Regions from separate parts of the Mus musculus genome. Here region 1 is linked to region 2. The links are chromatin contacts, called in public HiChIP or PLAC-seq maps. All regions are on one chromosome and are shown on one strand. Each heading gives the region's core, a stretch centred on a gene start, on an enhancer-like site or on the middle of the called end of the contact. The rest is flanking DNA. Distances are from core to core; before and after follow the strand shown.

Evidence for each region. HiChIP or PLAC-seq counts read pairs in DNA pulled down with a chosen protein or histone mark.
Region 1: an H3K4me3 HiChIP or PLAC-seq map of craniofacial prominence shows a contact between it and region 2, with 4 times the contacts expected there. The contact joins the promoter of BB218582 here to the enhancer-like site in region 2. A contact is called at or near these places in 1 of 484 Hi-C or Micro-C datasets (nephron progenitors), 6 of 115 datasets of contacts at active chromatin or transcription factors (cardiomyocytes, craniofacial prominence, embryonic basal ganglia and 3 more) and 1 of 9 other capture datasets (embryonic stem cells).

What each region holds. Positions count from the first base shown.
Region 1 is chr2:106,648,362-106,652,994 of GRCm38.p6, reverse strand. It overlaps BB218582 (expressed sequence BB218582), which reads left to right and starts at 2,631. Exons shown (of 7, transcript NR_137201.1): 1 at 2,631-2,701.
Region 2 is chr2:106,459,578-106,464,090 of GRCm38.p6, reverse strand. Gm14015 (predicted gene 14015) reads left to right here. Exons shown (of 3, transcript NR_040637.1): 3 at 1-268. Among named protein-coding and RNA genes, the nearest start is that of Gm46755, 33 kb to the right of the region's middle. Within about 2 kb of position 2,905, at least 18 of the 459 cell types and tissues checked have an H3K27ac peak or open chromatin away from gene starts, as enhancers often do. A contact at or near this core is called in craniofacial prominence, where this site is marked.

The DNA of each region.
Region 1 (4,633 bases), core at 1,382-3,881, 190 kb before region 2:
TTTTAGTGATTCACCCCGGAAGGGCAAGGGCAAAGCAAGGAAAGAAGCCAGAGTCCTGACATGACTCCGTGCCCTTATGCAGAGGTCCAGTCTGTTCTGAACTGGCTAAAGATGTGGCAGTCAAAGGTGTCTTTTCATGATAGTGGCAGGCTGTCTTTGGAAAGTGTAAAATCCTCTATTGAAAGGAAGTGCTCTTGACCCACTGTTTTGAGACATCAAATCCTTCTGGCATGGAGATGTGTGCGCACTTCAGCTCTCTGACGCTTCTAAAGTACTTCCAGCTTGTCCTTATTTTCAGAGTTCTATATATTTGGGAGTTGGAGATACTGGTCCAAAGTGACTATTACTTGAAATGTATTATGATAACATAAATCAGAAATAGATTATCATCACCACACATGAGTTAGGTTGTGTTTAACCCTGTCTCTAGGAAGTGTTTGTCCCGTGTCCCGTGGCTAAGATCACAGGGTGTCTCTAGAGTCTAGGAATGAAAAGTTTGTCATACTGTTTCAATAACACTTCAGCTCTTGTCTGAGTACAACTTATTAATTCCAAGTGGCAAAAAGTAGGGATGGGAGAGAGCCAAGGGATTCGGCGTGTTTGGTTCTAGTGTTGACAGCGATAGTGACAGGTGTTATCTACTTTTCTATACTGGTCAAGTGTGTTTGGGTCTGAGCAGTGGTCTGTGAGTGTGCGATATGATAGGCCTGATGCAGCAGAGCCTAGCAGCTCACAACCGACAGTTCCCGAGAGTCACAACTGTTAGCATGTTTCCATGGTGATGCTACTTGCATTGTACAAACTTTGAGTTCTTGGGGTAACCTCATTCTAATTGCGTTTTATAAATAGCCAAGAATACCAACACTCATGTAAACAAAACAGTTTGACACAGTGTGGTCAGCTTGACAATGGTTAAGCCAGACCTGGACTCTAACGTTTCTGATTTCTTATGTATATTTTCCCCCAGATGACTTGTATTAATCTTAAGTTTCCAAAAAGGAAGAACAATTTCAAGGTGATGCTATATTCCTTTGATTTGTTTAAAAAAAAAAAACCCTCAAAAGTAAAAAAACTCATCTCATCTTACCAAATCCTTTGCATACTGCATCTAATATAAAAACATGATTTATTTATACATTAATTAAATGGTCTTTTACATTCATGACTACCACAGAGAAGAGTCATAGATTTGAAGGAAACCCTTTATTTAAATATGCCTTTCTTGGTGAGTAGGTGGATAAAAAATAAAGAGGAATAAAAAAACAAACCACTAATCTTCCGCAGGGGCTATTTCCATGGAAGTCCACCACCATGCAGGACATGGTACAAAGATATCTCTCAATGTAGATGACAGAGGAGCTGACCTTACACTGGCGGGAGTTGACATTATTTTAAAAGTAACAGAGAATTTGGCTACAGTACAGAGTCATAAAAAACTCTTTTTTTTTTTTTTTTTTGAGAGAGAATTGGATGTGACCAAACTTTCTTAAAAGGTTTATTTAAAAGGTGTGCTGCATACAAGTAGTAAATCCTTCATTTCTACTAAGTGTAGCTGAAGATGACTCTTTAATAAATATCCAACGAGCTCCTGTAAATTTGTTTTCATAGTTCTTGCTGGAGTTGGAAGGAGGTAAATGAGTCATAAACAAAATAAATGTAACAAGGAAGATTACTTAGTTTATAGAAAAATGTAATGAATAAATTAAATTCTAAATTAGTACAGACCTAATGATACAGTGTTTTCCTCCAAGGCTCAGCTGCTTGGAAACATTTTTTTGTCTATTTGAGTTCACGATGTCCTGATGTTGTTTTGGGGGGATAACCAGATTTACAAAAGGAACAGAGGTGAGCCAAGTTTTATGTCTTCGTGGGGATATATACATATATACAAGTCATTAGAATTATGCATAACTATAAACAGTCTTAAAATGATAGATACATAAAAGTTGGCCATTTAATGAATGTATTCGTCCTCCTTAAGATCATGCGTAGGCTTATATCTCACACTACAACAGTCATAAATAATACAGCAAGTAAGTCAGCTTGGTATTAAATGCAGAATTTTGTAATGCCTCTTACACACCCATGTCTCTCAGTCCTATAGTTAAAAATGAAAAAGTCCCATAGTCCCACCCCCCGCCCTCCGCCCCACGGCCCCGCCTCAGTCCCTAGCAGCCCCAAATACATTTAGTTGTTCTGTGGGACCTTTTTTCTTTTCATAAAAAATTATTCTGTCACACACTGTGCCTGTATCTGTCATTTTATCTGAATTGCATGTGAATTATACCTTGAATAGATTTCCCCACACTGGAGAAACGAACGCGTTCGTTCCTCTTCTGAGTATTTTAGACTTGTGTGAGTTCTTCCATATTTTTGTTTTTTGTTTTTGTTTTTTTTTTTTTTTTTTGTGCAAGGCCGCCAGCAAGGAGGCCTGGAGCCTTGAATGCTGACAGCCTCCATTAGCGTTAATGCGGGCCTCTTATCTCCCAGGCTCTCCTGCGCTCCCCCCTCGCTCGCTCTTGTCTGATGGTTCACTGACACCGTTGACAAGGCTGACACCACCAATCAGCTTCGGCTCAGCAAGGTCACTGTTCAGACTTGACTCGTGATTGGCTGCTGCGCTTCAGCGTGTTATTACTGTCTGATTTGATCGGAGGCAGGGGGTGGTCTCCAATCAAACAGAGAAAAGGTCCTGGAGAAGGTAATTAAATCCTGTCAGAGGCAATTATCGGTTCCAGGGCCATGACTCTGGCCCTGAATGCAGATGATCTGAAACTGTATTCTTGTAGAGATTCAAGAGGGCTCCTGGCGTGGTTCAGTTAGGCACAAAAGGAGCGGCAGGCTCTCTGCAAACAATCAGCTTTGTATTTGAACCTTTTCTTCCTTCTTTCCCTCTTTACCCGAAGATTTCTGGTTTTTGTTGATTTAAAAAAAAATCCTTTTCAGACCACTTTCTAATTAATTTAAGAGACAACGTATCGCTTTCTTGTACGTAAATAATGATACGTTTTACCAAAGAACTTCTGCCTCCAAACACAGGCTAGTTCAAACAGGCTTTACCAAGGCAGAGGGAAAGATCCCACGCAACAGCAGTCGGTAGCTTAGACCACATGAGGAGAGACTGTCACATTCCAAGGCGGTGGTGGCTCAGACTTAAGACCCTAGCTTAAAATAAGGGTGTGTGTGTGTGTGTGTGTGTGTGTGTGTGTGTGTGTGTGTGTGAATTCCGCCCTATGACAATCTCGAAGTTTCTTCAAGGTAATCTACTGGTGTTAGCCTGCATCGAGTGGGGATAATTTATTTACTTTTACTTTTTAAATTTATGAGAAGGTTTCTCTCTTACACTAAGATAATCATGAATTCCTAGCTACTGTCAGGTTAATATCAAAAGCAGAAATGTGTGATACCCCACAGCCTCAGCACTATTTAAAAATCAGAAGGTAGTATAGTGTCTCCCTGTTGTCCCCTACAGCCCCACAGGAGGAGGGTAAAGTGAAGTTTAGAATGTAAGGAAAGTGCATCCTCTCAAATATTTAGGGGCCTCCATTTGTAACTGGAGGTCTAGATTATCAGGAGAGAAAAAAGGGATAAGGTGTTTCCATCTGAGAAGAGGAAGCGAGCGAGCTCTGTAGGCACAGATTTGTTCTTACAGATACAGAGGGCTTCAGTTACCCTTCCTGTGTGATTTCTCATCGGCTGCTATTACATAGGTTTTATGATGTGGGTTTTGCCCAGTAATTTGGGACTAGGAGGTAATTGTCTCTGGAACCTGAAAAGTGTTTGTTGTCGTCAACAGTCTGAAGGCAATCGTTGTTTCTGTGCTTTCCTTTATCTTTATCCGTATCAGACAGCATAGAAATAGCGCCGCTGCACCCCACAAACACCCACTTGCCCAACTTGAAGCCTAGATTTCATCCACTGTGTGCTGTGAGCATAGGCATTATTTTTACAAGGATAAGATGTTCAAAACACCATTAAAACAATTTCCGAGTTGTTGCTGATGAAACAGTTTAAACACTAGGGTTTCTCCCCAGGGAACAGTTAACTTTCCTGTAATCTTGGCTGCTTTCTTTGTTCTAAAACACCATATTCCTTAATATGTGCAACTATTTGTTTTGTTGAATCTAAATAGATACTCTAAGCAAAACAGATTTTTTTTTTTTTTGGAAGTAGTCCCTGCTACTAGTCCATTAATCAGAATGAGGTATTAGGCTGGGAGAGAAATTTGTGGGAGACGATGTTAATAACACTGGGTAGTGCTTCACCACTGAAGAGCTAGATTGTAAACAGCCCCAAGTCCCGCACTGCACGCAGGACTGGGAAAATGATATTTGGTTCATTCTATATTGTGCTTTTCTGCAACATCAAAAGCTCCATAAACCTTTCTAATAAAGATAAAATAGATCCAAACAAACAAATTGCTCACCAGTACGACATACTTTAGGTCAATAGAAGGAAGGTTCACTGCTAGTGTTGAAAAATAGTTGCATGTCTTTAAATGATTTGTTTGTTTTCCTCTGTGGGAGTGACCAACCTTTCTTCTTTCTCTCCTTCCTTCCTTCCTTCCTTCCTTCCTTCCTTCCTTCCTTCCTTCCTTCCTTCCTTCCTTCCTTCCTTCCTTTCTCCCTCACTC
Region 2 (4,513 bases), core at 1,656-4,155:
AATGTACATGGAGGAGACGGAAACTTCACTGATATCTTTATGGAAATTGGCCATACTATGGTGGCCATAGAAATGGCCAGATGTTACCATTCCAGGCTTGGGTTTATGTTTTTCTTGATCATGTAAGAGAAAGTGATGCTATGTAGCAAGTTTTGTTTTTTTCTTTTTTAATAGCCATTGCATTGTAAATTGTGCAAAACAGTAATACTGTGATCCTCCTTTGGTGCTTGCGAATTTCTGACATAGATAAAAGAATACATTTTTGATGAATAAGTGAAGTTTCGGTGTTTTGCTTTCATCTTAGATATTAAAGGAAACGTCATCTATGCTCTTGTCTCTGATATGCCTGTTCATTAATTCCAGCTACAGTTTGATAACAGACACAGTTCAGCAAAGATGAACAAAAGCATTCACTATGACTAAACTGATGAAATAGAATTTATAATGGAGTGTTGTATACTTATTATTTATAGACTGTGGGTTTGCTACACATCTGCTATATGATACAACATTATAAGAGAGTATGCATATGCCTACATAATTTCCTGTCTCTCCTCCCTAAGAGTACTGGGTATTAAACATTTATCAGGTGCTACTGGGGAAAGAGTAAAGAGGCAGGAATAGACCAGGCTGATGTCTCAGATTCTTCTGTAGGCAATAGGAAGTCACTTGGGGGTTTTGAGCAGAAGCATGGCATAATGAGAGTATCTTTGTTGAAAGTTCACACCAGCAATTAATAAGGAGCATAGGTCAGAGGAGGGGAGATCACGGGTGAGGAAGTACTACGATTCAAATGCCATTAATACAATCGTTCCTTGAAATGCTGGATTTTATGCAAAGAATTTCATATGCTCTTTCCTTAGCTACTGATATCAACCCTGTCAAGGTAGTTAGACGTCACCTCGAGGGGCCATGAGCTAAGCAGAAAGGAAGAGATTTGGGGAGGACATGAAACGTGCAGTGTGCACTTGAACGAATTGGATCGCTAAATGTCAGTCCCTCTGCTGATGAATCTCCTGAGAAATCACCTCTCTGTAGTGGGGCATTGCCCTTAACACTCATACTATGAAACACCCTGGAAAAAAAAAAAAACCTACCAGCTCCTTTCCCTTAATGGAGAAAGGGTAGGGGTATTGATTAGAAGACATTCACTCCAGAGATGGTAGTGAACATGGCTGGTGAATAGTTACTTCTGCCTAAATAAAAACATAAACTGCTTTCTATTTCATTTCTAGATCTTGTTTCCAGCTCTGTTTAATGTCCCTTAAGTTTTCCACAATTAACCCCAACCCCAAACCTCCCACCAAAGCAGTGTCTGGTAAGAAGACAGAGGGCTGAGGAGGAGTCCAGCCTGGGTGAGATTTAAGAAGTCTCCTCCATGCTTAAGGCGACAGTAAATAGTTCTGATCTTAGAATGCCACTGTGCAAGTGACTCCCATTTGTTTTCTGGTGTCCTGGCAAGGACTCTACTTTTAAACATCTGAGCATGACAGGTTTTCTGAGCTCTGGTAACAGGCAGCCTCGGCTTCTTTATTTCCCATCCGTTTTCCCACCAGCCACACGGAGGTGCATATTAATGATGCCTTGGCAGACCCCTGGCCATGAGGCTGGGGAACATGAAAGACACGCCTCCATGTGTGTGATCTCAGTTATCAAAGGCCATAGGAACATCAGTGAGGAGGAAAATTAACAGTCATGGAATCCACCCCTTATCAAACAGCAGGCCCTGACAAACCTCATTAGAGAGATCTCTGCATTCTGCCTCATTGAAATGTTCCAGCCCTCAAGGATCTGGAAGCAAAGGTCAAAGTGGCTGGGCAAATCAGGTCTTTAGTTCCTCTCTCTGTGTAAGGGATGAAGGGAAGCCTTAAAAAATCAGCCACGGCCAGACTCGGGCTAACAGGAGTGCTTAATCAGCTGCCCCAGGTCCCAGGCAGGAAAGGTCTGTTGCCGAGGACGAGGTATTAGTAACAGATACCGTAAAACACAGTGGCCTCATATTGCTCAGCTTCTCCATCAAACCCTTTACTGGCAAAAGATCAAGGAAGCGGGTTACCACACGGATCACATCTGGCTGTGTCTACAACGAAGATCAAAGTGGCAGGTCTGTGAGTATGGAAAGACCCATTTACCAAGCTAGAAACCCACTACCTGTCACCTGACAATGCTTGGTAATTGTTTCTGGCTACAGAGTGAGCAGCGGTAGAAGAGAGGAATCGGTTGCTATCCCAGGCCTGCAATGGCATCTCTTATCATTGCACTTTCTGGATCTTTGGTCCAGATGGAAAAACTGTCCTTTTGTCTTGCTTCCCACTCACTGCACCCAAAACCTCTAGGCTCTGCAGAGGTAGAGGCAGGCCTGGGACTCTTCTGACAACACTTCCTGTGACTCACCCTGGGACCACTTGAAAGATAAGCACAAGTAGAGAGCTCTGGCCTGGAAGCCCCTGCCTTCCACACCGAGCTTTGCTGGCAGCAGCAGGATTCTCCGGGCTTCAGTATCTTGATCGAAGGAATGATTAAGTGTCCGGCCCAACAATAATCTTCCTGTGGGTTGCATAGAACGGTGCCTGTCATTGCTTCCGTTTATGGCTAAATGGGTCTTCACAGAGATTCCACAAATAGCCCCCAACACCGTCTCCTCTTGACAGTTGCTTTTTTGCGTCGTACCATTATAACCTTCTTATGCTGTCAAAGGCCAGGCAGCCGAAGCTTGATGCCAGGGATAACAGGTTAGAAGAAGTCACTGTGAAAGGCTGGAGTCACAGTCCTGCACTAACACCATACCAGCTGCCACAGCTCAATTCAGCCATTTCCTGGATCAAAACCCCGCGTTCTCCACAGAGCCAGCCATTCAAAGCTGCCCTCTCTGCCCTTTCAAATTTAATTTGTTTCAAATCTTGTAGGAGCCGCAGAATTATTTCAGGATTGGAGTCAAGTGGAAACAGGTGTGCTATTCTTACATTGCCCTCTGAGCTCCCTTCAAAGGAGTCTGATTAGGCGCCAGATTAATCAGGCTGGCCATCAATAAGGGAGGAGTCCCTCCGTGTGTCTGGCACCCGTCACCGGGACGCTGACTCAGGTCCTCAGAGACCTCAGTTTCAGATTTGACCTAACTGGCCTTCTCATGACTTCCAAGAGCCCAGGAAGGGACAGGTTGTGGTAGCCAGGCCATGGTGGTCCTACAATCCAAGATAAACCCAAATTCTGTCTTTGGCTAGCTCAGCGTTTGCTCTGGCAGTCCATTCCTGACGTGTCAATGAACTTAGGAGCCTATGCATGGAAAACACTCGCAATGCTTAAAATGAAGTAGAAAAGTCCTATTCAAACTGGGGAAGTTGGAGTTCAGCAAAAAGTCAAACCACAGGAAAAACATATTTTAGATGAGCAGCGTTTTTGAAGAGAGCTGCTGTCTGTACACACGAGGCCACCCAGCTCCTGTGGGGAAGGCCACAGAGTCAGACCTGGGAAGTCTTCACATCTGTGTATCTAAACTTTATTGGTTTTCTCATCTTTTTCTCATGACTTTCCTTGTTCTTGTGATGCCTACAGCTCCTGGTGCCTAAAATTGCCAACTGATGCCTCTGTTTTGGACTTTAGATTTTTGTAGTAATTCTTTGCTGGATTTTTCTTCTTAATATCTAAAATACTCAACAACAACACCTAGTTTCCCCCACTCTTCCTCATGGTAGCACTATGTTTCATTTGTTCTGTCCTTGGAAGGATCCATGCCTCCCCCTTTTCCACACTCCTATATCCAACCTCTCAGGTCTTCTCATCTTCATTATGTTCAAAATGTTTCTCCTATCCATCAACTTTTTACTATTTATTTCTCATTCATTTTGTTCAAAGACTCCTCAATTTTCTCTCCCTAAATTGTAGTGGGCTTTGAGCCAATCACATTCCCCAATCTACTTCTACTACAAAGAGAGGGAGAGAGGGAGAGAGGGAGAGAGGGAGAGAGGGAGAGAGGGAGAGAGGGAGAGAGGGAGAGAGGGAGAGAGGGAGAGAGGGAGAGAGGGAGAGAGGGAGAGAGGGAGAGAGGGAGAGAGAACCATTTTAGTTTTGAGTACCATTGGTTCCAGACTGGCCAATGGCTTTCTATCTCACTCATAGCCAAGAACCTTCACTATGCCCCCAAACACCTTACAATGTAACTTCCTGTCTCCACTTCCCAGCCTTTAATGAGCCCCATCACCCACCCATCTTCTGATGCTCATTTCATTCCATTTTTGTTCAATGACCCTCAAGCTCACCAGTTACTGCCCCCTCTGTTTTCCCTCCCTATAGCACCTCTGTCTGATTTTATTTCTTCAATTGAATTAGTTAAATTTCAAGGATTGCATCAAAGAATTCTATGTATTAGTCATGCCCACCCCTTCTAAAGTCTCGTTGTCGTCCTTATTATATCACAGTCCCTGATTTTATATACGATGACCTTCACCTGAGGTCTTATGTCCACATTTGTTTATTTTATGTATCCCCAGAGAACAAGCGCCATAAATTTGATGAA